4 separate regions of the Mus musculus genome follow, and all the other regions are linked to region 3. A link is a contact called in public Hi-C and HiCAR-type data. All regions are on one chromosome and are shown on one strand. The core of a region is the stretch at or near the end of the contact, and the rest is flanking DNA. Distances in the headings are between cores, read along the strand shown.

What was found. A called contact is a pair of places that touch in the nucleus more often than the background predicts. HiCAR-type assays count read pairs that join an accessible place to other places.
Region 1: a contact with region 3 is called in a Hi-C map of liver, with 2.4 times the contacts expected there. The contact joins two enhancer-like sites. A contact is called at or near these places in 1 of 484 Hi-C or Micro-C datasets (liver) and 2 of 115 datasets of contacts at active chromatin or transcription factors (CD8 T cells and memory CD8 T cells).
Region 2: a contact with region 3 is called in a Hi-C map of liver, with 1.6 times the contacts expected there. The contact joins two enhancer-like sites. A contact is called at or near these places in 1 of 39 promoter capture datasets (liver), 1 of 15 datasets of contacts at CTCF or cohesin (CD8 T cells), 3 of 484 Hi-C or Micro-C datasets (bone marrow-derived macrophages and liver), 1 of 115 datasets of contacts at active chromatin or transcription factors (CD8 T cells) and 1 of 9 other capture datasets (embryonic stem cells).
Region 4: a HiCAR-type map of fibro-adipogenic progenitors shows a contact between it and region 3, with 2.5 times the contacts expected there. The contact joins two enhancer-like sites. A contact is called at or near these places in 1 of 484 Hi-C or Micro-C datasets (liver) and 3 of 115 datasets of contacts at active chromatin or transcription factors (CD8 T cells, fibro-adipogenic progenitors and pancreatic cancer cells).

What each region holds. Positions count from the first base shown.
Region 1 is chr16:24,959,576-24,965,745 of GRCm38.p6, forward strand. The region is part of intron 10 of Lpp (LIM domain containing preferred translocation partner in lipoma); the gene reads left to right. Among named protein-coding and RNA genes, the nearest start is that of Gm52245, 21 kb to the left of the region's middle. Within about 2 kb of position 2,101, at least 40 of the 459 cell types and tissues checked have an H3K27ac peak or open chromatin away from gene starts, as enhancers often do. A contact at or near this core is called in liver, where this site is marked.
Region 2 is chr16:24,870,763-24,876,795 of GRCm38.p6, forward strand. The region is part of intron 9 of Lpp (LIM domain containing preferred translocation partner in lipoma); the gene reads left to right. Among named protein-coding and RNA genes, the nearest start is that of Gm22672, 10 kb to the right of the region's middle. Within about 2 kb of position 3,594, at least 17 of the 459 cell types and tissues checked have an H3K27ac peak or open chromatin away from gene starts, as enhancers often do. A contact at or near this core is called in liver, where this site is marked.
Region 3 is chr16:24,513,802-24,520,071 of GRCm38.p6, forward strand. The region is part of intron 3 of Lpp (LIM domain containing preferred translocation partner in lipoma); the gene reads left to right. Among named protein-coding and RNA genes, the nearest start is that of Gm24440, 110 kb to the left of the region's middle. Within about 2 kb of position 4,015, at least 40 of the 459 cell types and tissues checked have an H3K27ac peak or open chromatin away from gene starts, as enhancers often do. A contact at or near this core is called in fibro-adipogenic progenitors and liver, where this site is marked.
Region 4 is chr16:24,244,529-24,250,186 of GRCm38.p6, forward strand. The region is part of intron 1 of Gm31814 (a long non-coding RNA gene); the gene reads right to left. Among named protein-coding and RNA genes, the nearest start is that of Gm31814, 16 kb to the right of the region's middle. Within about 2 kb of position 2,998, at least 21 of the 459 cell types and tissues checked have an H3K27ac peak or open chromatin away from gene starts, as enhancers often do. A contact at or near this core is called in fibro-adipogenic progenitors, where this site is marked.

The DNA.
Region 1 (6,170 bases), core at 851-3,350, 440 kb after region 3:
GCCAGGACTAAACAGAGAAACCCTGTCTCGAAAACAAAACAAAACAAAACAAACAAACAAACAAAGAATAGCAGTAGGTGCTCTGGAAGAGAATGAATCACCATGCATGATCCTGCACCCGGATGCTCATGTTGTTTCCTGGAATAAATAATGACTTGCAAGACTTGAAAACCCCATCACCCACTCTATGGAGAAGGAAAGTCTGATATGTATTCTTACCTTCTGGTTTGTCAGTATTTTCACTCAGCATACCCTGTCATTTTGAATAAAACTCTCTTTTGGAATTTACAGTCCATTGATCATGAGACTTCCATGTGTATTTTTCATTCATTATTACATTCAGCCATTCATTTGGGTATTTACCAAACAATTTCTACTGTGTTTTGTGAAACATATCTAGTGCCACCAACATAAAATAAGTTTAAATGTCTAACTTTGAACAGCTTTTACATATATGGAAGCTATGCTGTCTTAATATGACAGCCACCATAACTGCTTGATAAAAAAAAAAATTTTTGGTCACAAAGCAATCTTTTTCCCTCCTATATCCAGTTGGTCAGGGGTCTGGTAGTCTCTCAGCCAGGAAGCTCTAGGTCATAGACAGTGCTGAGTGTTCTGAACTGAGGCCTCTCAGAGGCCTGGACTACTGATCAGCTACCTTGGAACAAGTAGGGCTTCTCATTGATGTGCCCCAACTAAAGGTGGACTCTTCAATGTAATAACACTGATGTAGAACCATCCTGTGGCAATTCAAGAGAAAAGCATTTTGTGTGTGCTGCAGAGAGTCATCCAGAGCCACAAGACTCCATTGACTAGGTCTGTCTCAGTAGCCCAGCTCTTCAGCACGTGTCACAAAGGATGATGGAGTACATTTTGCTGTATCCCTCTTTGTAGATTTCATGTAAAGAGGTAACACTCTATGCAGGTCACTGCCTTAAAGAATACAGGACCGCTGTGTGAAAGGGCAGAAGAATGGAGAAAACAGTAACAGAGGTAACAGCTGTACGCCCTTGACCTTTGGAAAGGAAAATCTCAGAGCAGAGGTCCCAATTAATGAAGAGCAAGAACACAGAGAAGTTTGGGTTGGTTTCTGAGCGAAGACTGGAGAATGGGATACCTGTCTGCAAAGGGAAGGTCCCATAGGGATCCAGAAGGACCAAACTGTCCACTTAGAGCTGGCCTTCGAAAGCCTTCCCTCGTGTCAGAGCACAGACACTCAGAATGATCTCTTGAGCAATCTCCTCTATACTTTCTTTCCTTTGATAGTAAACACACCGTCTCTGTTAAAATCTGCTTCCCAGCTAAAACTGAACACAGACTCCAAACCACCAAATCACTTTGGACTTTTCTTTTCTTACACCCCACCAACAACTGGGATGGCATGCATTTGAACAAACCAAAAGTGATTTCGCTCTTCTAGTTTTCAGAGCTTTTTGGCTAAATGCAGAGTGAGAAATTCATACCTTTTTCAAACAGTGTGGGTTCTTTTTCCCAGTTCCTCTCATCCATCTGGTTCTCTGGAGGTCTTGGAATCCAGGAAAGTGTTAGTTCACTGTGCTGAAATCCAAAAAAGACTGCTAAACTGTGAAAGAAAATTTGCATTCCAGAGACACCAAAGGAGTTAGTCCACAACTCTGTGCAGCAAGGAGCAAACATCTGTATGTTCTGCCTCCTTTGTCTTTGAGGCAGTTGGAAAACCCTGTAGCATGGAAGAAACCCTGCATTCACTGAGCCTTTCCTACCTAGCTCATCTAAATGTAGTGCAGAGTACAGAAAGAAGAACCAAAACGTGTTAGTATTTTATTTCTAGTGTCAAAAATTATTACAGGCGAGATACCGTTTAGGAGAACAGCAAATCGCTCTGCAGCCTGTTGAGATTCCATTCCCGTGAATGGGTTCCTCAGCCGGGTGTGTGGCTCTCCCATCAGCGGGCCTGTACTCAATAGGAAACCACAATCACAGCCCTGACACTGGCATGTCACCGTGACCTTTCTAAGCCCAAGTGCTGCCTTTTTGTCTTCCATTGGCAGAAGTGTAATTAGAAGGACTTGTTTTCAACAGAAGCCAAGTGATTGCCAAATGTGCTCAAATGATCTCTAGAGGATCAGAGGTAGCTCACCGCCCTCTGGCTGTTCCCACTGCCACTCCCAAGAGTTAGAGGCTTAACTCTAACTCTTTTGAAAGAGATCAAGTTTGGTTCAAAGAAGCTTCTCTGTCACATGCATATGAACAAGGAGAAATCTTCCATGACCCTGGTGGTTGGCTCAGACCTCTCATGGCTGTAGTGTAGGAAATAATTGCAATCTACACATCAGGAAGAAAATAAGCACCACGCAGTCCTGGGTTTCAGAAAACAGGCACGTGAGCAGAATGGTACTAAGAACATTTCTAGTCTCTGCTCGCATATCATGATTCTAATGGATGATTCAGGGTGGTTTAATTCTGATCTGCAATGTGCACACAGGTGGTCATTACTGTGTATACACATAGCTGGAAAGAGCTTTGCTTAAACTCACATTTTAGAATGTTCCCCTAGATGGGTCAATTACCATTGATAATCAGATGGCGTTAAGCAAAAGGGTGTTGCCCTACTGACTGTGTGTATGAATAATTTCAGATCATTTATGCTCTTAGGGGAGGTTTTAACATTTTTTTGAGAGATACCCTCTTGCTGAGATGAAAACAATTAATCCTAAGACTAAAACACACCTAAGATGTTACTTTATTTAATGCAGTTCATTTTCTTCTCCATACAACAAATACTTTTTGCAGGCCTGTTATGATTGCATGCTGTTATAGAGGCTGATAACGTATTAGTCTTCAATGCCTAGAAACAAATAATGATACAGGCTGCCACTGGCAAGAATGATGAGAGGTGGGCCTTAGACAGCATGACATGAGAATCAGTGTCTGAGGTCCAGGCCAGACCCTCCTTTTCCATCACTGTGTATTCATTTTCTGCTCTCAAAGGCAGAGGTGCAGCACAGAAGCAATGAACAGTGGCTTTTCACTTGTGTTCATCTGGTCTTCTTGAACCATTTGCCACCACAAGTTTGGCACTTCGGAAGGCACCCAGTGATTGGATTGGGGCTAGGGAACACAGACGAAAGGATGTCATTAGGGTCCTGGATGTGACATCTTCATCAATGAGAGTAATACTGGGAAAAAACATCTTCCTAGTGACAGCATCCTGCTAAATAATGTGAAAAGGGACAAGAAGCCCCAAATTATATATTTGTGAGGTGTTCTGGGACGGCAGGATGCTAATGATGAGCCAAGGCATTTTGTGGGATGGCCACTACAGGGAGCTAGAAGAAACTTACTGATTAGCAGTAAGTGTGAACTAGAGAAAATCTTGTTTGCCTTTGGTGTAGAAGTCATAGATTCAAATCCTGATCACCTTAAGATGTGTAGCATAGAAATTCTCCATTCTGCCTCCCCTGCTGACTGCTCTGGAGATATCTGAGGTCTTGTGCATGCACAGTTAATGCCCATGTCTGGTGCTAGATTTTCTTTGGTGGAGATAAAGGCCTGGAGATTACTTTTTTTAATGAAGAAAAGTTATATAAGATCAACATTAAAGCTAGCATTACATACCAGAACTAAATCCTTCCTCCCACATATGGGATCTCAATTAACTATTAAAAATATATGGAGACACTTCCAATCTTAGCAGGTGAGGACACCAAATGTCACTTAATTCTTAGACTTTGAAACCCAGCCTCCTGAAGTCAGCAGCAGTTCTTTGACTGTATGTCAGGCTTGCTGCGGTTCTCACGTGAATAAGCCCTAACAAGACTATGCCTTGAAGATGTTGTAAAGACAGCTCTCTGATTGGACTTGGCTCGGAAGGAAAGGAATTCTATTCTTTCTTCCCCTCTCACGATAGTCTCACTGGAGTTCTGTGATCTTTTAATTTGCCCCTGGCATGAAGGTAGCTTTACCTCCCTCCATTTCTCAGGGATTCTGACACATCCAAGAAAAGGATTTTGGAAGACCTACCATTCAACATGGTTACAGGCTTTAAAATGACAAACCACTTCTCTGAGCCTTAAGGAGTAGCTATACTAATGTTCGTTTTTAATCAAAAGGTTGGTTTGTTTGTTTGGATACGGTCTCTTGTTGACCTGGAATTTGACCAGTAAGCTGGACTTGATGGCCAGTGAGCCACATGGATCTACCTCTCAGCACTAGGTTAGAACATGTGCCACTACACCTGGCTTTGGGAATTTGCATTTTTCATTTTTTTGTGTATGGGTTTGGGGCAATATGTATGTTTGTGTACCACATGGGAGCAGTTTCTCCAAAGAGGATGTTGAATTATCAGAACTGGGGTTGCATAAGGGTGTGAGCTGCCATGTGTGTTCTGGATTTGAACCTGGGTCTTCTGGAAGAGCAGGCAGTGCTGTTAATGGACAAACCATCTTTCCAGTCCCTCACACCTAGCTTTAAAAAAAAAACAAAAACCTAAGTCCTAGTGAATGAAGGCAGGTCTCTGTGCTTCCTTGATAAGCACTTTGCCAAGTGAGACATCTCCCAGCTCTACTCTTTTGTATTTTAAAGCTAATTTATATAATTCAAATATAAACAAAACTTCATGTTCCTATATTAATAATTCTACATTTCTCTGAAATGTTCAGTTGTTCATATGCATGTTCTTGCCTGAAAATACTGAATTCTCCCACACCACTTCAAAGTTTTTGTTTTTTTTTTTTTTTGTTACAATATTCTACCTGGAGAGTGAGTTTTGTTTGAAGGTAGGCTTGTCTAAGACATCTCTCAAGGGGGCTTAGATAATGATGAAGACTCTTATTAGAACATAACATCAGTTCCAAAGAGGATTCAAGCCAGTTTTCTTTTCAGTGGCAAATCAAACCCCACCAAGAAGAGAGGTGTCATCATAAACCACAGAGAGCAGCCTGTTCTCCCCCATTTTCAATTAGTTCCTCTTTTCTCTGCCATTTCAGGTTGTTCATGTCTTTGTGAAAGTCCATACCCTGTGCTTTTAAGCAGTTGTTTGTAGATGTGCTTTCTTCCTACTGCTCTGGAAACTTGGGAATGAAGGGAGGGTATCTCAGACTTTCATTTCTCGCTGCACTTCCAGGGTGTTCAGCTCAGGCAGAGGGAGCTCATTAGAGGAGGCATATGAAGTGTTTGTTTAAAGAGAATTTTAAGAAGTTTGAAGAGTTATAAGCAACAATCCAAAGAGTTATCCTCAGAAAGATTTCATATAAAAAAATGAAAGTTGAATTTTTTTTACAGAATCCCCAGCTATGTGTTTTATAGGTATCATGTGTGTGTGTGTGTGTGTGTGTGTGTGTGTGTGTGTGTGTGTGTGTGTGTTTCTGCTTGTCTTTCTATGTAAGCATGTGTATGAGTGTGTCTCAATGTGTTTCTGTGTGTATCTGTATCTGTGTGAATGTGTGTCTGTGTGTGTATGTTTGTGTGTATGTGTAAAAAAAGAAACTCATGACATCACCAGAAAATAGTTTAGAGGGTTTTGATATCATCTAGCAAAATTGGGGGGGGGTCATAATTTTTATCAATAAAGAAGATTTTTTATTCTGATTAGAAAATCACAGTTTAGAGATAACACTGAATTTGCTGTCATTATTTCTCGTCTGCTTGAAACACAGATACAAATATAAAATATACATTGTGGTCAGGATACAGGAGGAGGGCAGCCCGCAGTGCAGGACAGTTTGTGGTAGGAAATGTGTGCTCAGCTGGGAAGCAGGGCTGCTGGGGTTTTAACTGGGAGCTCCTGGGAGCTCCCAGGGCTGCATGAAGTCTTTGCTTTTGGAGACGCTACAGCATTGCCATCCTCTGGGAAGCCTTCTTGATCGTCAGAACCAAGAAGAAATTAACATTCCATAAGTGAGTTAGGCAGTAGAACTATTTGAATTTAAATAATTACACTGGCACTTGAGGAGAAATTTGCTGAATCATAGACCAAGCTCTTTCTGTGGATTGGAACTACCAGTCTGTTTTAACCCTCACACTTGAAGTGTGCTTCTCACGGTTCACCTCACCGTTCATGTAGATAACGATGGCATCTGCAGAACACTGAAGGAAATGGAGCATCTGCGTTCCCAGATGATAACCCATGGACTCTGGAGACCCTCCTCTGCCCCCTCGTAATCCTCTCAAGTATGGTACACCTGAAACTC
Region 2 (6,033 bases), core at 2,344-4,843, 360 kb after region 3:
ATGAAGAACAGCATTTCATAAAGAGTGTTTATAATTTACAACCACATAACTTAAAGCATTTCAGGCATAATTAATGATAAGGATGAAACATAAGACTGAGCTTGCATGATAGGGACCACTTCAAATCTTTGGTTCTGTAGTTGGCATCAGACAGACTTGCATACTGTACTCATGTGGGCTTTGTAGCTTTCTGGGATGAACAATGAAAAATGACCTCATCATAACAAAATGCTTCTCACTTTTAGAAAATATAAGTTACGAACTGACTGGCATTGTTCTACCACAAGAAAAATAGCATGGTGTCACTGAACACATGACATACTTACATCACGAAACATGGAGATCCAAGTCTCAGCTGAAGCATGACCTCCCTCCCTAGTATGCATGGCGCTGGAAGGTAATTTACATGCAACCAGAAGAGCAGTAATCAGCAACATCACCCAACTCCAAACCCCGTAACCTACAACAGTGACCTGCCTGGAAGATATAGTCTGCAATAGTGGCACAAGTGTTATAGGAGTAACCAGTCACTTTCTGATTGGATTTGCAGCCTACTCCATGAAATGGAACACATACCTGACCCTACTAAAGTGGCCAAGAACATGAAACTAAACATTTTATGGGCCAGGGCTGGGCGGGGGAACCCTACAACTATATTTTGCTAAAGGAATATAACAGTAAAATGACTTCTGATTACACATTGTTATGGTAAGGAATCAGTATGTCACTCAGTCTTGATTAGAAAACCTTCTTGTTAGGGGTTGGTCTGGTGCTGTGCATACAAATGTTAAATTCTGAACCCCAAAATCTAGTTGCTGTCCAAATGAGTAATTCTCACTTACACCTGCCTATGAACCTTACTCCCCAGTTTAATTCCTAATTGGTCAGTAAATGTCTGGGGCTTATGGCTAAGCAGAAAAGATAGGAAGGCAGGTCTTAGAATCAAGTGGGGAGGTCTCTAGAGAGACCACTAGTTGGAAAACAAGAGAAAGAAGACTGAGAGAAGTAGACAAGATGGACCAGGAGCATGTGAATAGAAAAGTATACTCTGAGGACAAAAGACTGTAACAGAAAGAGCCTGGGCAAGACTCAAGCAGCAAGTAAGAAGGCATATGATTTGGATGCAGCTGAGAATAGCTCAGAACCTGCCCAGTCCAGGCCTACAGCTTGTAAATAAATTACCAGGGTCATATGTCTCTTATACAGGGTTAGCTAGAGTAAATAATTCATGTGCACCATCTTCTTACAATAAATGGTAATTAACATACAAACTCAACAGTGTGTACAAAGTGAGAGAATTTTGGATCACTCAGTCCTAAACGGAATGTGCTTATCAACACTCCCCCCTCCCCAAATTCAAGAATGTATACAGAAGAGGAGGCAGAAAGATTTTAAAAGCCAGAGGTAATGGATGACTCTTAGGAAGCAGGGTCTCCGAGACTAGGCCTGGTATACATGAACTCACAGAAAGACAGCACACACAAGACTTGCAGAAGCCATGCAAAATCAAGCACAGAGACCAGAAAGTGGCCGCAGAGTCCCATCCCTAACCAAGAAACTACTGGAAATTGATATCAGCTGGGAGAGTAAAAATCACTCCAATAGAGTGTCACTGGATCTATCAGCCACTATTCAAGACAGAACCCATGCTCAGCAGTAGATAGCCAACACAAAATCAGCTCTGTTTTTCTTTGTGTGTATGTGCTGTTTTGGTTTGGCTTAGTTTTGTTTGTGTGTAGGACAGGGGGAGATGGGGAGGATCTTAGAAGAGCAAAGGAGGGGAGGAATATAATCAAAATATATGAAAAAACTTAAGCCAATAAATACAAAAAACAAGTGTGGGTTGTTTTGTGTTTGTTTAATATAAAACTAAACACTAACTCTGGTCTACTGATAAAATATAAAATCTGTTTGCTGATCCTCCGCTTAGTCTGCTTTCATGGCCATACACAATTATATTTAGGAAATAAACAGATATGAGACAAAAACACTAGTCTTATAAGAGATACACAGATGCCTTTCTGGAAAGAAGTATTAAATAATTAATTATGAGACATGTAAACACACGCAAATACTATAAAAGTTTGCGCACCTTGTGTGTGCGCCTAGTGGCTACAGAGACCAGAAGAGGACATCAGATCCCCTGTAACCAAAGTTACAATCAGTTGTTAGCTGCCATGTGTGTCCTAGGAATGAACATAGGTCCTCTTGGAAGAGCAACAAATGCTATTAATCACTGAGACATCTCTCCAGCCCCAAAGGTGTTTTTCATTTTGTTATTTTTCATCTGTTTGAAACAGGGTTTCACTGTGTAGCCCTTGCTGGTCTAGAATTCACTGTGAAGATCAGGTTGGCCTCAAGCTCATGGAGATCCAACTGGCTTTGCCTCCCAATTACTGGAACTAAAGACATTTGTCACCACAACCTGCCAAGTTTGAAACTTTTACACGTCTGTGCCAGTCTACAGTCTACCCTGTGCCTCAGTTATGGTGCCTTACAGTAAACCTTGCTTTCAAACCGTTTACATCCTTCAGCAAGTTGAATATAGTGGTACGTGTCTCAGCCACTGTAGAGGCTATGGCAACAATGTTACAAGGTCAGTTCCACCCTGAGCAACACAGCATCTCCCTGTCCCACTTTCTTTTTTTGTGTAGATAGAGGATGAGAGCAAAATATCCACCTCTGTTATTGTCAAAATTGGTTGGACTGTTCTGCATCCTTTTGCATTCTAGAAGTGGCTTGTCAATTCATATTGATAAAGCCCGCAGGATTACTCATAATTCAAATGAGAAGCATTGACTCCTTAAAAGGACTTCCAAACCATGAACATGATGTATCTGTTCCTTGATGTAAGTGTTCTTTCATTTTGCTCGGTGACTTTTTTTTAATTTTAAACTATAGAAGTCTTATGTATATTTTGGATCAAAAGCTAGAAATAAAAGCCAAAATTATAAAGTTTTTATGAAAAAAAACACTCCCAAGAAAGTTCTTATGAAATTAGGGCAGTCAAAGATTTAATGTAGGATATACCCAAATAAATCTATTGAAAGATAAATTCAATTTCATCAACATTCTAAAAGCGTGTAAGTCCAGGACATGGAAACTCTTGACAAGAGAACTAAAATTTACATCCATACCAGCCAGGGCTTGAAACAAGACCCTGTCCTCAAAAAACGAAAAGCAGAAAAATCTAAAACTTGTTCTCAGAAGAAACCATTGAAATGTGAAACACCAAGCCATGCATCCAAAATGATATGTGTCCAGTATACAGAGAGCAGGTTTCTAACTCAATCAAAACAAAAAACAAAAGGAGGCAAAAGGTTTAAACAGATGCTTTTCTGGGAAAAATCATCAACTAAAAATATGCTTGGTATCTGTGGTCCCCAAGAAGAGACTTCCTAAAGTGTCCCCTTACTTGAGTTAGGAACAAATTCAAATTGAAGAGATTCGAGGCTCTGCCACGTCCCAGGCGCGAACTGGGATGTGAAATGGCTGAGATTCTCCTGAACTGCTGAGAACAGGATCGTACAATGGATACTTTTAAAAGATCTTAGCAGTGTCTTTAAAAATTAAACACACAGTAAACATAACCAAGCTTTTCTCCAACATGTTCGCCTAAAGCAAACAAAACCCCTGTTTTCACACAGACTTGAACATAGAGGTTGATGTCAACTTTATTTGTAGTAGTCAAAATTGGCAGTGGCCCAAGACTCCATCTGTAGGTGAAAGGACAAATTGCATCATCGTCACACAGTAAAATGGACACATAGGGAAATAAGCTGGTAAAATGTGAAAGACTGACTTGCTGAGGGTAGGGAGGAATGCCAAGAGAAAGACATGGGTGATAGTTCTGGCTTGGTCATGGTGTTAACTATAGCTTTTACATTTATTAAAAATAATCAAAACATTTACGTAAAATGGCCTTGGTTATTACATTTACAGAATATCCAAAAGTATAGTATGGCTTAGCAACTAAGAAGACTTGTTCCTCTTTGAACCAAGACATGGTTCCTAATACCCACACTAGTATTCACAGCCTCCTAATTCCAGTTCCAGGGGATCCAATACCCTCTTTTGGCTTCCGGGACACCTGCATGTACACAGTACACACACATGCAAGAAGGCACACATGCAGACACAGAAATAAAATTTTAAATTTTAGTATATGGAAATAAACACCATGAAGTACATTTCTATATTTTTTTTCCCGTTAGACTGAAGCATGCTTAAGTGAGGGTTAGTGAACCATACATACTGCAGAGTTTCCTCATTTCTGCACACCTTTTTTGGGCTTCTTTAGAAACAATAAGAACTTAAAGGCTGTTTATGCTTTTCCCCCTTAATATTTAAAGTTTGTGTGCACGTGCCTGATTGAACCTTATTTACCTAAGTAAAATATCCTGATGAAACTTTCCCAGTGCGGTCTACTTAGATTTTAAGAATCTGACCCATTCTTTCCCTCCCTCCCTTCCTTCCTTCCTTCCTTCCTTCCTTCCCTCCCTCCCTCCCTCCCTTCGTTTCTTCTTCTTCTTCTTCTTCTTCTTCTTCTTCTTCTTCCTCTTCCTCTTCCTCTTCCTCCTCCTCCTCTTCTTCTTCTTCTTCTTCTTCTTCTTCTTCTTCTTCTTCTTCTTCTTCTTCTTCTTCTTCTCTTCTTCTTCTTCTTCTTCTTCTTCTTCTTCTTCTTCTTCTTCTTCTTCTTCTTCTTCTTCTTCTTCTCCTCTTCCTCCTCCTCCTTCTCTCTGTCTCTGTCTCTCATTTCACTCTTTTGATCATCATGGACAGATTTGGGGTGAAATGTAGTGCTTCTAGTGACTCTGGCAGGGAGCATCAGTTGGTTATGTCCTGTAAAAGGCATACGGCTAAAGAAGCTTTTGAATGGAAATGGAGTCCCTGTTCTTCTTTTTTCTGTGTCAGCTTTGATTTGATTAGGTCTGAAAAGGGGAAACTATTCAGATACACTAAACAGAAGAGCATTAGCCCACCCCCTAGTCCTTGTGTTACTGTTAAATTTTGGTAGGTAAAAGGCACAGTACAACTCACCCCTGCCTCCCTGAGAACCAGCCACTAAAGCGCACAGTAGGAGGGCTTTGTCATGAAAATTCCAAAGCTTGAAGAGACTCTTGCCTACAGCTTTCCTTGGGGCAGCATCCTACCTGTAGCAGTTCTGACCACTCTACTGAACATCTCTCAGTGCCTGTAAATCTTTCCTTCTGAAAGAGACTGACAGAGATCTAGTCACAAGATATAAGTGCATCTATTAGGCAAGTAACCAGATCCCCATCTTGCAGTAGCCTCATGTGGGTATGTAAGAAGCTTTGATAACCAGGTTTCTATTTGAATCTGGTCAGGCCAGTCTTTGGTTTAGTATGTGTGTGCATGTGACTCTTCTCTCCTTAACATTTGCTAACGATTGGGGTAGTATTTGCATACTGCTGGGGACTGGATGATGTAAAACTTGCTTCTTCTCTCCAATATTGTTCTTCATGGTGAGTTTTTATGTTTTACTTACAACTACTGAACTACTACCATGCACAACAAAGCTACACAGGTCATGAATATTCAAAAGTGTAGCTACCTACCTACCTACTTACCTCTACCTCTACATACACACACACACACACACACACACACACACACACACACACACACACACCACATTTAAAACCATGTACTCTCATGTAAAGGCACATAAACAAATGTACATGTGAGGGCCCTTATTAAATTAACCTCTACAGTCCCCCACAAACTATGTCCACAATGGGAATGTGAAAGCTGTCCTCCACTCTTTCCTCTTTGCCCATTTAGTCTGTTCCTTTATTCTGTGTATTTTGAAACACTTTTGGAATCATCCCCTCTTCCCCAACCATGCTGCCAACTGCTGGTACCATACTTTATAGCCAGGCATAATAGACAGCATGGATTTTAGCACTGAGTAACAAATGAGCAAGTGTTGGCTCTGCTTGTATTTGTTGTTGTGATCATAAAAAGATAAAGCGGTGTTAATATATGTTCTAAGGGGGTGTGGTGGGGTGT
Region 3 (6,270 bases), core at 2,765-5,264:
GCTGACTTGGACTCGCTTGGAAGTCCAAGCACTCTGCTTGCTTGAAAGTGGAAAGAATTATATTCTCTTAGGCAAATGCTTTGGAATCCCTCAGAGTCTGAGGCACCTAGGAAGTCTGGAGCAGAGAATGCACGTTATGGATCATGGTTTTCTTCCATCGTACTGTGTAGTTTCTCGTGCGGCAACTTCTGAGTGTACTGTTCTCTTCTTGAAGGGCTGCAGCAGAAGCAAACGGAATAGGCTTCCGTTTGTGTGGCTGACTTTCTCGATCCCTTGAATTTCTGAGTTCGATGGTCTTTGTTGAGGTCTACAGAGTCTAGTGATACTTTTTAGTGTGCTTTATGCATCAGATATATATCAGCGTGTATGTTTTAAGGTCATATACCTGCGTATTCTCTACCTTCACAGGAGTCTGTATATCCTACACCCCTTCTTCCACTTCACACAAGTTTAGAAATGAAGCTTTTGTGGCAAGGGTAGCGTAGAGGACAATGAAGGATTTTCCTCTCTTTGGCTTACATTCTTCTGTTTCTTCAGATTGGATGATACCGGTTACTTTTGGAAACCTTGAAAATATCCTTAAGTTAGATTACGGTGATGTTAGTACAAGTCTCTGACTTTATTTTGTATATGAATTACATCTCAGTATCATTATGAAGAAATTTAGTCTGCCCTTCAGTCAAAAGCTTTCCAAGTTCCTTTAGGGAATCAAAATAGGGTATATTGCCAAGTTTTTACCTCACCTTGATTTGTTTGGGGGCAAAGTTGTCTTGCATATTAACAATGATGAACAGAAATAAGAAAATGCTGATGAGATAATCAAATCCACCAAACCCCAAATCTATTTCTTCTTTACTTTGCACACAGTCTGTTTTTTGAGCCTTAAAAACTAATACTTCCTAAAATGTTGATTAATGAGCTATCCGATAAGAAATAACAGGGTACTGACAGCCCTGATTGTATAAATAGGCGTTTGGGATTGTGTTCATGGTTTGCTTGTCAGCACAAGAGAAGTGTGTGATTATGTTGAATGATGGTTAATTTTCTTATCCACCCATTTTAAAAATAAAGATATACAGCTGGAAGACAGGTGCCCTGGAGGTGAAAAGGAGCCCCGCAGCCGTGTTACTGAATCCAGAAGGGTTTAGAAGGAGCACATTCCGGTTTAAGTGTGTTAGCATTTGTATCCTGGGTGGATTCTGGTCATGCTTTGGAGTTGGAGAATGCTCCTTCCTGGTCCTTTACACAGAATGTTTGATTTACTCTTTCTTGCTTTGGGGTGAGTCTAGACAGCGGCTGCTCCTCTTCCTCATCGGTCCTTGCCTCATCCTTGTGGACGTGCTTGGAGGCAAGAGAGGACTTGCCTTTCCACCTTTGCAAGTGTGCCCTTTGTACACTAACAGTCCTCTTTGATTAAGTATCCAGTGAAACCAATTCACATGAACTCCAATTAAACTTTAATGAACAAGTGGGTGTATTAATATCAGCTGAGTAATGTAGGCAGCACAGATTCCAGTAAGTGACTCACTTCTCTGTGCAGCTCATTGCCCATGCACCGTTAGAGTTACTAGAAAGCTTCCAGCTATATTTGAGTGGATCTGGTCTGGGTCTTGAAATTCTAGCAACCCTCAGGGCTTGTTATTCATCTAGTGACAAAACCACAGTTATCCAGACCTCTGTTTTCAAAGCAAGTTTGGGGATGGGAGTCTTGTTCACATCGACCAGTTAGGCTTTCCGTGGAGCAGTGCCCGTTAGGACTTTCTTTTTGCCTTCTTCTTGTGACTGCTCCCACTCCTTCAGTGGCAATTCTTTTCCTCCTCCAAACCTAAAAGCACATGGTCTGAATTAGCGTCCTAGTGGCTCACTTCCATCTGCATCTGCTGCTCTGCTTCAGTAGATGAGTTCTCATGGCTACACCCCAGACAGTATGATGATCTTGGAATGGTGTACCTTTGTGGGTACAGCCCTGTGTGGGCTTGAGACTGAGGATTATATCTTCTTCGTGGGAAAGATGATGGTCAATGTGTCTTAGGGTTCCTGCTGCTGCCGTCAAAGATCATGACCACAAAGCAAGTTGGGAAAGGGAAGGATTTATTTGATTTACACTTCCTTCCTTCCTTCCTTCCTTCCTTCCTTCCTTCATCACTGAAGGAAGTCAGGACAGGAAATCAAACAGGGTAGGGACCTGGAGGCAGGAGCTAATGAAGAGGCCATAGATGGGTGCCACATACTAGATTGCTTACCCTGCTTGCCTAGCTCGTAGAACCCAGGACTGCCAGTCCAGGGATGGCACCATCCACATCGGGCTGGGTCCTCCGGATCAGTCACTGATTAAGAAGAGTCTTACAGCTGGACCTTATGGAGGCATCTTCTCCATTGAAATTTCCCTCTTTCAGATACTTCATTTGTGTGTCAGGTTGGCATGAAATTAGCCAGCACAAAATATAAGAGACCTGGCACATAAGATCTCAGTAAATGTTTGTTAACTTGGCTGAATGGAAGAGGGCTGGAAAGGATGATTTGGAAATGAATGGACTTAGTCATTGATAATTCAGGAGGTCTCAGTCCTGTCGACATTGGACTTACATTAGATTTAGAATGTCTGTGTGACCTCAGAGTGACAGAGGACAGAAACTTGGAAGAGGTGATTTGCAGGGAGCATTTAAAGAACAAATTCCAGAAACTGGCTGCACGTGAGAAGGTGAGGGGTTGGGATGGGGACAGGAAAGGATGTGGGAAGGCCATGCCAGGCTATCCAGGAGCAAGAGCAACAGTGGAAGCATGGAGGTATGAGGCAGTGATCATTCAGTGTGTGTTAGAGCAGGAGACATACTGAGAGTCCTGCATCTCACCAACAGTTGGCCACCAATCCTCATTCAAGTTCCATTTGCTGTTCTTTCTCTGTTCTTTTGTACTTACTGTAAACCAGTTAAAGCTGATGCAGATGCCAGGCAGAGAGGCACTGTAGAGAGGTCTTTAAGTCTTTCAGCTCAGTGGGCTTGCCAACATGGCAACCATTTGACGTTCTCCCAGGCATTCCCTCCACATTAAGGGGCTACATCTGTCCATCCTGCAGCCTGGAAGATAAGGGAGTATGCACTCCAAGTAGTCAGATGAGTCTCAAGGTTTGGAGTAAGGGACTGCCTTGCATTTGCCCTTCTACACAATCAAGTAACTCATGCCCCTTCCCTTCCTGTGGAGAACAGAGGGATCCCAATAGAAAGGGAAAGGCAGAGGGTAGGAGATGCTCTGATATTGCTTGGCTTCTTGCCCTCCTCACTCTCCAATGTCAATACAGTTCTTTAGGAGAAAAACAAAAAAACAACAGCAGTCTGGAACAGGAGGACAGGGCCAGTTTAGAAGTGAGGAAACTGGGGTGGTTTATCTGAGCAGAGACTGATGTCATTTGCTCTGTAATTTAGGCTGGCAAATCTATTGATGCAACCTCAAACGAAGGACACACTTAGATTGCTGAGACTTGAGCAAACAAATGTTATGTAACGATGTCAAGGTCTGTGGTGCAAGGATTAACCCCCAAGCAGAAATAAACACTCCTCTGTGCCAAAGGTGGGACGTAAGTCTTCAGTATCAAATCTGGGTCTCCCTCCCAAGTATCTTCTTAGAGTCTGTCATGGGGTAAGAAATCCAAGGAGAGGAGGCACTCTTTCCTTGGTACAGTGGGTGAGAGTATTTAAGAGAGTCCATGTTTGGAAGCTTGAGGGAAGCAGAGGGGCTTCTCCCATTAGAAACTGAGTAAAATGATGGTTTACATGGCGAATCATAAATTGCTTATAGAAAACCCAGGAGTGCCTATTCGATTCTCAAAATGTTAGCCAGTGGTTGATCCATTCTCTGTTTCTACATCGTTTGGGTGTAGACTACAATATTAGCATTTCGAAATTCTTCTTAGGTAATTCTGAAAATGTCCTGATTTTGAATTCACACTGAGTTACATAGTGCTTAATGTGTCTGAATGAGAAAGACACTCTGAGGGCGTGAGAAGGAGGAGAAGGCCGCAAAGGTCATGGGGAGGGTGTGGTCCCAGCTGGAGAGGAAGCTAGAGCAGGAACAGGGGAAGCAAGGAGGCTCTGCATCCCGACCAGACCTGCTGCTCTCTCACCCCTCTGCCCAGTGGCACACACGTTCGTGTGAGTGTGTGTGTATGTGTGTGTGTGTGTGTGTGTGAGACACACACCATGGCAGGAGACTGAGGACATAAGGACACTTGGCCTTAAGAGTGGTCCTGAGGCTCTTTCCATAGGCGTCAGTGTTTCCTTTATGAACCCACTGTTTCTTCTGACCTCAAGCCCTCAGCAAACTGCATGTCTCTGTACAATAAAGTAGGCCTTACATCTCAGGGACACCTTAGATTTTTGTCAGAATCAATTAATTCTTTATCAAAAAGTGCAGACCTGACAGATAGTGAGTTTAGGTGCTTTGGAAGCCATTGTCCCTGCCCTGGCACAGGACCCTCTCTGGTCTCTTTGTGCACACCATGTAGAGGTCTCATTGTAATTTGCAATGCCATTTTTCTTATTTGAAAACTGTAGAATTTCTCTTTCTTAGTGGGGAGCACAGCCTCAGTAAACTCTAATGAAAAAAATCTGTCAGGTAAAGGGGCAGGATCGCAGCACAGTCAGGCTCAGTGGCTCACACAGAGAGAGCAGCCAGACTGCAGGCGTCTGAAGTCCTCTGTGCTGAGGAGCTGACTGGCTCTCCCTTGGTGGTACCTTGGTCTTTAAGGGCTTTGGAATCTCTGTAACTGACATCCTTTCTAGATCATAGAATCTGTGCCTATGCTGGACATCCTCATTGGGGCTCATAGGACTCTTATGACAATAATAGGCCTTGTGAGTTCTTGACAAGAGCAACAGTCAGACCTCCTGAACAGCTTCTGTAGGGATGGGGTGTAAGGGGCCCAGGAGGGTGATTGATAGTGTGCAGGTTTCTGTTTTGAAGCAGAGTTGTTAGAACTTTAAGGAGAGAAGGGAATCAACGTTTTGGTGTCCTTTTAGAAAAAACAAACAAACAAACAAACAAGCAAAAAAAAATTCCTCCATGTCTGAGCAAAGTGAATGGACTTCGTACTCCAGAGGGAAGCAGGAAACAGAGTCAGGGCCCTCTCTGTCCCGCTGAGCTGTTGTACACTGCTCCATTACAGGTGGCAGTCAGCAGCAGCTTCTCTGTGAGTGGGTCACGTGACTCAGTCCTCGGGTGTTCTCTGCAAGCATTCCTTCCTCTTTGCTGTTTTAAACAACTTTGATTTTTGGCAAAGTGAGATCAACCCATCTTGGCAATTATGTTGCCTAGGCTTCTTTCAGAAAATTGACACAGGAGTACACCTGGACGCCAGTCCACCCAAAAGAAAAAGCTACACGTTATGTTCATTTGCTTTTGTTCTGTTTCCTGTACATGATATTGCTATTTTAATCTTCTATGTCATTTGATGTTCTTCAAAATGTATTTTAATTGCTGCGATGTTGCATTATGTATTGCATGCATTGTGATGCATCAGGATGTCACTTCCATTATAAGTAACAGCTCCCTGGAAGTCCCTTAAGCCCAGGTAGGGACACAGGACCATATTCTTACTGGAGGGGAATTTGAAGTATTTTACATCACCTCATGCAGTAGGCTGGAGCATAGCAGTATTTTTGTTAAAGAACTTGGTGAAGGATAGAGTTCATACATGTAGAACTGATATTGTAGAGAAAATTCATGATAAACCATGGTAGCCTATGCTGTTTTAATCAAGATAACATTAGTTAGAGAAAGAGTGACATATTTTATTTAGTCACCTTATGCAGGTGCCACATTAGATAAGCTCCCTTAGACCTTTGGAAAACCTTTCCTTTTCTCTTGTTTGGAAGTGGATGTCCATTGCTTTGCCCAAAGCTTGTGATTTTTGCAGCTGGGCAAATATATACAATTGTAGTTACTGTCCCTTTCAGTGGATGGCTTGTGACGAAGAGAGGCCTTTGAAAACAGTTTTTGTTTAGATGAGAGAGAACATCTACTATTGCATCCTAAGATGCAATGACTCCATCTCTTGTCTCCCTGCCTGTCTGTGTAGCAGCTTGTCTTTTTCATTTGCCTGAGGTACAGTCTTTTGGTCCTTGCTTGCTTGTCCACACATTTGTCTGTTCTCCCACCACCGAACCATCTTACTCATTTGTTTCCAGCCTACATCACTCATTTGTTTCCAGCCTTGTTTGTTATTTGTTTCTGTTGATTCACCTATTCATGTCTATGCAGGCTGATATCAACCAT
Region 4 (5,658 bases), core at 1,748-4,247, 270 kb before region 3:
TTCCTCCTTAGCACCTATGGCCTATACCTAGCCACAGGTACTTAACCCCATAAATAAGGCTGTAGGCATTAATTTTGTCTCAGGAGTAGCCTTAACCAAATAAGAAAGCAGTTAGTTGCTTCTATAACATACATGCCACTGTTCCTTCATGGACATTTCTTTCCAGGCTGGTCATGATTGTAATTTAAAGGGAAATAGATGGAGCTGAAGCTAATTATTCTGAGCGAGATTACTCAGACCCAGGAGGTAAACATATGTTCCTTCTTATAGATAGATGCTAATTGTTAAGTCAATTCGCATTGGAAAACCCATACAAGACAAAATATAGTAAGGGTAGAGCTTTTAATGGAGGGGGAAGAGAGCAGGGGATACGAAGAGGGAAACAGGTGGAGGAGAAGTTGAGTTTGGGTGGGAATGGGAGAAGAGCGTAACAATAGAAAGAGGGATAACTAATACTGAAGACCCGTAGAAATGCCACGTGGAAAACTAATGTTTTAGAAGCTTCCTAAAATATATGCATATACATTTATAAAAAGGAGTTTAAACAGAACCACCCTGTAACAGGAGAGCAGTGCCTCCCTCAGACACTATAGGCTGTCAAATAAAAAGTTCAGTGTGCAGTATGGATGACCTCTTCTTGAGCTGTGAGTTAATGGGATCCTATAAGCATCCTCAAACATTATGGATTATTGACATTGCACTTGATTACCCGCTAGAACTTGATGAAGACACTACATAGTCAACTCATAGGATATGGAGACATCGAACTGGTATCTACCAGATGCTTAATTTCTGCTGACTATCTTCCAGGGTCCTAGAAGGTTCTCTATATACTACTAGGTAGAAAAAATGATCAATTTTCTTACTCAGCTGTGAAGCCTGAGAGCTACAATAATGACTGGCCTGGCGACACAGGCCTACTCATGCAGCAGTGACACAAATGTTGTGGGAGTAACCAACCATTCTCTGATTGAATTTAAGGCCTTCTCCACAAGGTAGGACTTGTGTCTGGTACCATTATCTGGGTCAAGAACCCATGAGTGACTAGGTCATCAGCTCTGGAAGAACTACTGCTATCACTATGCTAAGTGGGTACAATAATGGTGATTAAATGCAGAGACCCCCAATTGGTCAACGTGCAGAGAATATGAGACTCCACTTTTAATGGGATTCATCGTATCTCCTCTCAACAAGGTTCAGTTATCACTATGGAAGAGTAGGTGGGAAGATTACAAGATCCAGAAGTAGTGAAAGACTGAAGAAAAATGTGCTGGGCAAGACAACACCATTATACAATAAGCTCATAAAAGCTGTAATTACATGCATAAGACCTCCGTACAAGATGAAGCCAGCCAAAATGCCAGCACGGATGGGGGATCCTACTCCTACTTTGGAACGATTGGCAACTGCTGCAGTAAAGAGTCTCTTTAGAGCTGCAGCTGCTGAGAGGTTGCCCATGCTATAGTAGATTATCTCATACCCACGCTCAGACAGGCAACACCAAGTAGACTTAACAGGTTTAAATAAAAAAGAATACATGAAAAGGGAAAAGTGGGGTTGGGGAAGGAAGGAAGAAAATGTAATGAAGATAATTAGGTATATTTGAATGGGGCATATAATCAGAACACATATGCATGCTTGGAAGTGTCAATAAAAATTTTTTAAATGAAATGTTATTTGCATCAAAATGGATGCATCTGGAGATTGTCTTATCAAATAAAGTAAGTTAGCCTAAGAACAATTTTAAAAGAAATATCTAATTATACAATTATATTGCATGCACATATATTATATATAGCTACAATTATAGATTTGTCTATTTTTCACATAGGTTCTAGTTTCACATATTTTGTAACATTATGTGATATAATCACATTTAGAATTGCTATATCTCTTTATTAAAATGACTCTCTTTGTCATTATTTCTCACTGTCTTTAGCAAAATTTTTTGCTAAAAGACCTTCCTTCTCTTTAGACTGAAGGTATATCTCAGAGTGGCTGCTAAACATGCATAGTACCTTGGGTTCGGTCCTTAGCAGCATGTGAAGCAAGCTTAACATTCCGAAACTTGGGAGGGGGAGGCAAAAGGGTCATCCTCGGCGAAGACTGTCTGAGTCATGTGAGACCCTGTCTCACAAAACAAAAGTCTATGTTATTTGATGTGTGCTTTCTTTGAACAGTGTTTACATATTCCATCTTTTGTTTTTTGCTTTCACATCATTATATTTGTGGTGAATTCCTATAGACATTTTACTTAGAATCATATCTTTTAACATAAATATGTAGATACCTATTCTTACTTCATTCATTTTTTTCTTTAGACATTGTAGCCTGACTGACCTTGAACTCACAGAGATGCAACTTCCTCTGCCTTCCTATTGTGGGGACTACAGGTGCGTACTACTACATATGACCAATAGACTCTTATATTTTACTTCATTTAACCTTTTAGTTGATATCATACATACCATTATATCATTAGCATACAGCAAAATTATAGATACAATAGAAGTTGTCTTACATTCCTTTTTTTTCTATTTGTTTTGTTTTTATTATCCTGTCTTTTCCTGACTTTCAAAAGTGTTCCATGAGCATTTAATGGGATTTCTTTTATTGTATCTATACTATTCTTGAATATATCACCTTATAAAATATTTTAAATAACCACTCTAGGTTTTACATCACATATACATATATATCATATTATATAATATATGCCTTAAGTATAGAAAGTTTGCCTTCCTTGTCACTGCATCTCTTCTCTCTAGAGTTTGGGATAGAGTTAAAGCGCCCTGTGTTGTATTTCAATCCTCAGTCACAAGTTGGAAGGCTTGGCAGGTCATTTGTGCTTGCTCATACTTTGGATTACTGTATTTTTCCTTCTCAATTTGCAAGCCTCGTCATTTTTCATTCCCTTCTGTTTAAAGAATGTCTGTTGGGCGTTCTTTCAGGAGCAGTTCGCTGGCCACACAGCCTCTGAGTTTTCCTCCTGCTGCTGTCTCCTAAGTGCTGGCATCACGGCATGTACCCTCATGCTCAGCCATTTCTCCTGCATCTGAGAAGGTCTTAATCTCCCTTCACCACTAAGGGATGTGACTGCTGCTGGACATGGGAGCTTAGATTCATTTGTTTTTTCCTCCAGAACTTGATCATCAATCAGGCTGCTTCTCTTTAGCCTGTGTGGTTTCTGGTGGGAAATCTGCCATGGGGTTGCTTTTCTCCTACAGTCAAGGAGGGCTTCTCTCTGGCTCTTTCAAATGACTGTCCAGAAATTTGAGTATGATACGTCTTGGTATGGACTAATTTAAAGTTTATTCTGGTGCAGTTTACTCTGGTCTGTAAACCTGTCTTTTGCCAAATTTGGGGTGTTTTTGTCTGACTTTCTGTTGATGGTGCAAATCAGGGAAAAGAATGATCTGTGTTGCTTCAGATCTTCATTAGAAATCCAGGTTGTGTGCTTAGGCTCTGATAACAATAAGAGAAGCTCCTCATTACTGCTGAGCAGAAGGGAGTCCTGCCTGGGACAGAACTGCACTAAAATCTCCCAGTGCATAGAGGAAGGATACCTCGATGTTGTGGTCCACTAACACCACCAAGGGATGTGGCCTCATTCCAGAGTAGCAAAGTTCTGAGTCTCCAGCTAGGAAGGATGCAAGCCCAGAGAGACCCTTTGTCTCACAGCGATAATGTCCAGATGCTAGACAGTCAATGGTCTCTACCTGTCATAAGGTTGACCCTTCTTATCCTTATTATGGTCAATCATGCAGAAGCGAGAGGGAGAGAACTAATAGGAAACAGATCTAAAGTCAAAGTTGCCTCACCTTCCTAACTGGTTTATGATCTTGTGTGGCCTTCCTAGCCTTGATGAGCTTCAGTGTCCTCTAAAAGGGCTTAAAAATAACAACCCAAAGGTTGAAGTGAGGTAGGTGCTCAGGAGACAGTAGCTATTTTTAGTCTGTCGAGACACATTGAACAATTCCTCGATCCCCCAAGCTCATCTGAGGTTTTTTTTTTTTTAGGCTCAGTGGCCCTGGCAAGATTTCCAAATGCCTTGTAGCAAGGAAAGGGAAGCAGCTGAAGATGAAGCTTGGGGGTGAGGAAGTGTCCACTCCAGGACATTTACTGCTACTAGAAGGAAAGGCTGGCCTGTCTCTGATTGAAACTGTGGGGTGTAGGTAAGAGACCAAGTCCTGAAGCTCAGAAAAGCCAACCAGGGTCTGGCTGTGTCATGGTGCATCTTCCCTGAGCAAGAGAAGAACCCAAAGCTGTCCATGGCTGAGAACACATTTTTCCCACCTCTTCATGTGGATGAACTGTCTGCTTTTCTTTAATGGAGAAGGCCTACTTGAGTGCCACATCCAGCAGAGAGGAGACGTTAATAGAGATCAGCTCAGCTGGGGTTCCCGTTCAAGTACATTCACTCCTGCCTCACCGGACTCTCATACTCCTTACACAAGAGCGTTATTATAAGGGGCTCAAGGAAATAGTGTCAGGAGACCCACTTCATGAGTACGTTTATTATTATCTCCGCTGTCCAAGCCACACAAAATAAATGTCTGGCATTTCCAGAAATTGCTATCGATTCAGCAGCAGATTTTACAAGGCCAATCAATAATGGTTTCCTCCTCCCTTCTCCTTCGGTGTGTATTTATTTGTGACCAAGCTTTCTGTTGCCCCTGTGCTTTCTAGTGTTTATAATTGGTACAGAATAAATGGATGATTTCATTTTTTTTTCCAGGGGGGGAAAAAAGGAGTAAGGAACACACTATTAAAACCATCTCCCTCCAAGACACAAAAGCAGAAGACATCTATGTGCGCGAGTATGAGATAAAGATAGATGATGGGAATAGATGGTGGATGCTTAGATGGAAATGGAGATAAGTTTAAACAGGGTCCAAGTTACAACCACCAGCTCATAAGCCACAACTTCTGATCCTCTCCCCTCCCTACAAAGTCCCAGAAAGCCATGCAGACCTTTGCAGTCATAGGCCTATATATATGTATGTGTATATATATAGTCAATGTATTCCAGAAGGCTTCCATCCCATCTCCTTCCAAGGCCCAAATAGAAATAGATCATCTAAAGTCATGTCCCTTGCCTGTTTTTCTGTCCCATGAGTACTCCCATGTCACCAGAAAGAACATAGCTCTACAAGCAATGCTGAGAAACTTTACTTGACTCACAGATGACACACTATTTATTCTCTCTCCTCTAACTCACTACAAAAAGTAAGCTAGTCACCCACCCCTTGAAGTTTGGGGTAAACATGTGGGTTTTCCTTCCTTCAATCTTAGCCTGTATACTGCCTAATCTCATTGAGGAAACACTGATCCACATGTCCCTTAGAGAAGAGTATTACTGGCCAGCAAATGGGTATGGGCACATGTGGGTACTGTGCCAGCCCAAGCTGCTGGTCAGAAGTCTGTGCCCAGAACAATACTGCTTGGTCAAAAATAAATAAAGCAGAATTTCTGTTTCCCTTGAAATGGGTTGAATTGTGTTCCCTCAAAATATGTGTTGAAGTTCTAATTCTCCTTAGACCTCAGACTATGACCTTTTTTGGAAATCGTGTCTTTTCTGGGGTAATTGAGTTAGAATGAAGTCATCAAAGTGGGCTCTTTTCTGATATGCTCAGTGTCCTTATAAAAAGGAAAGAT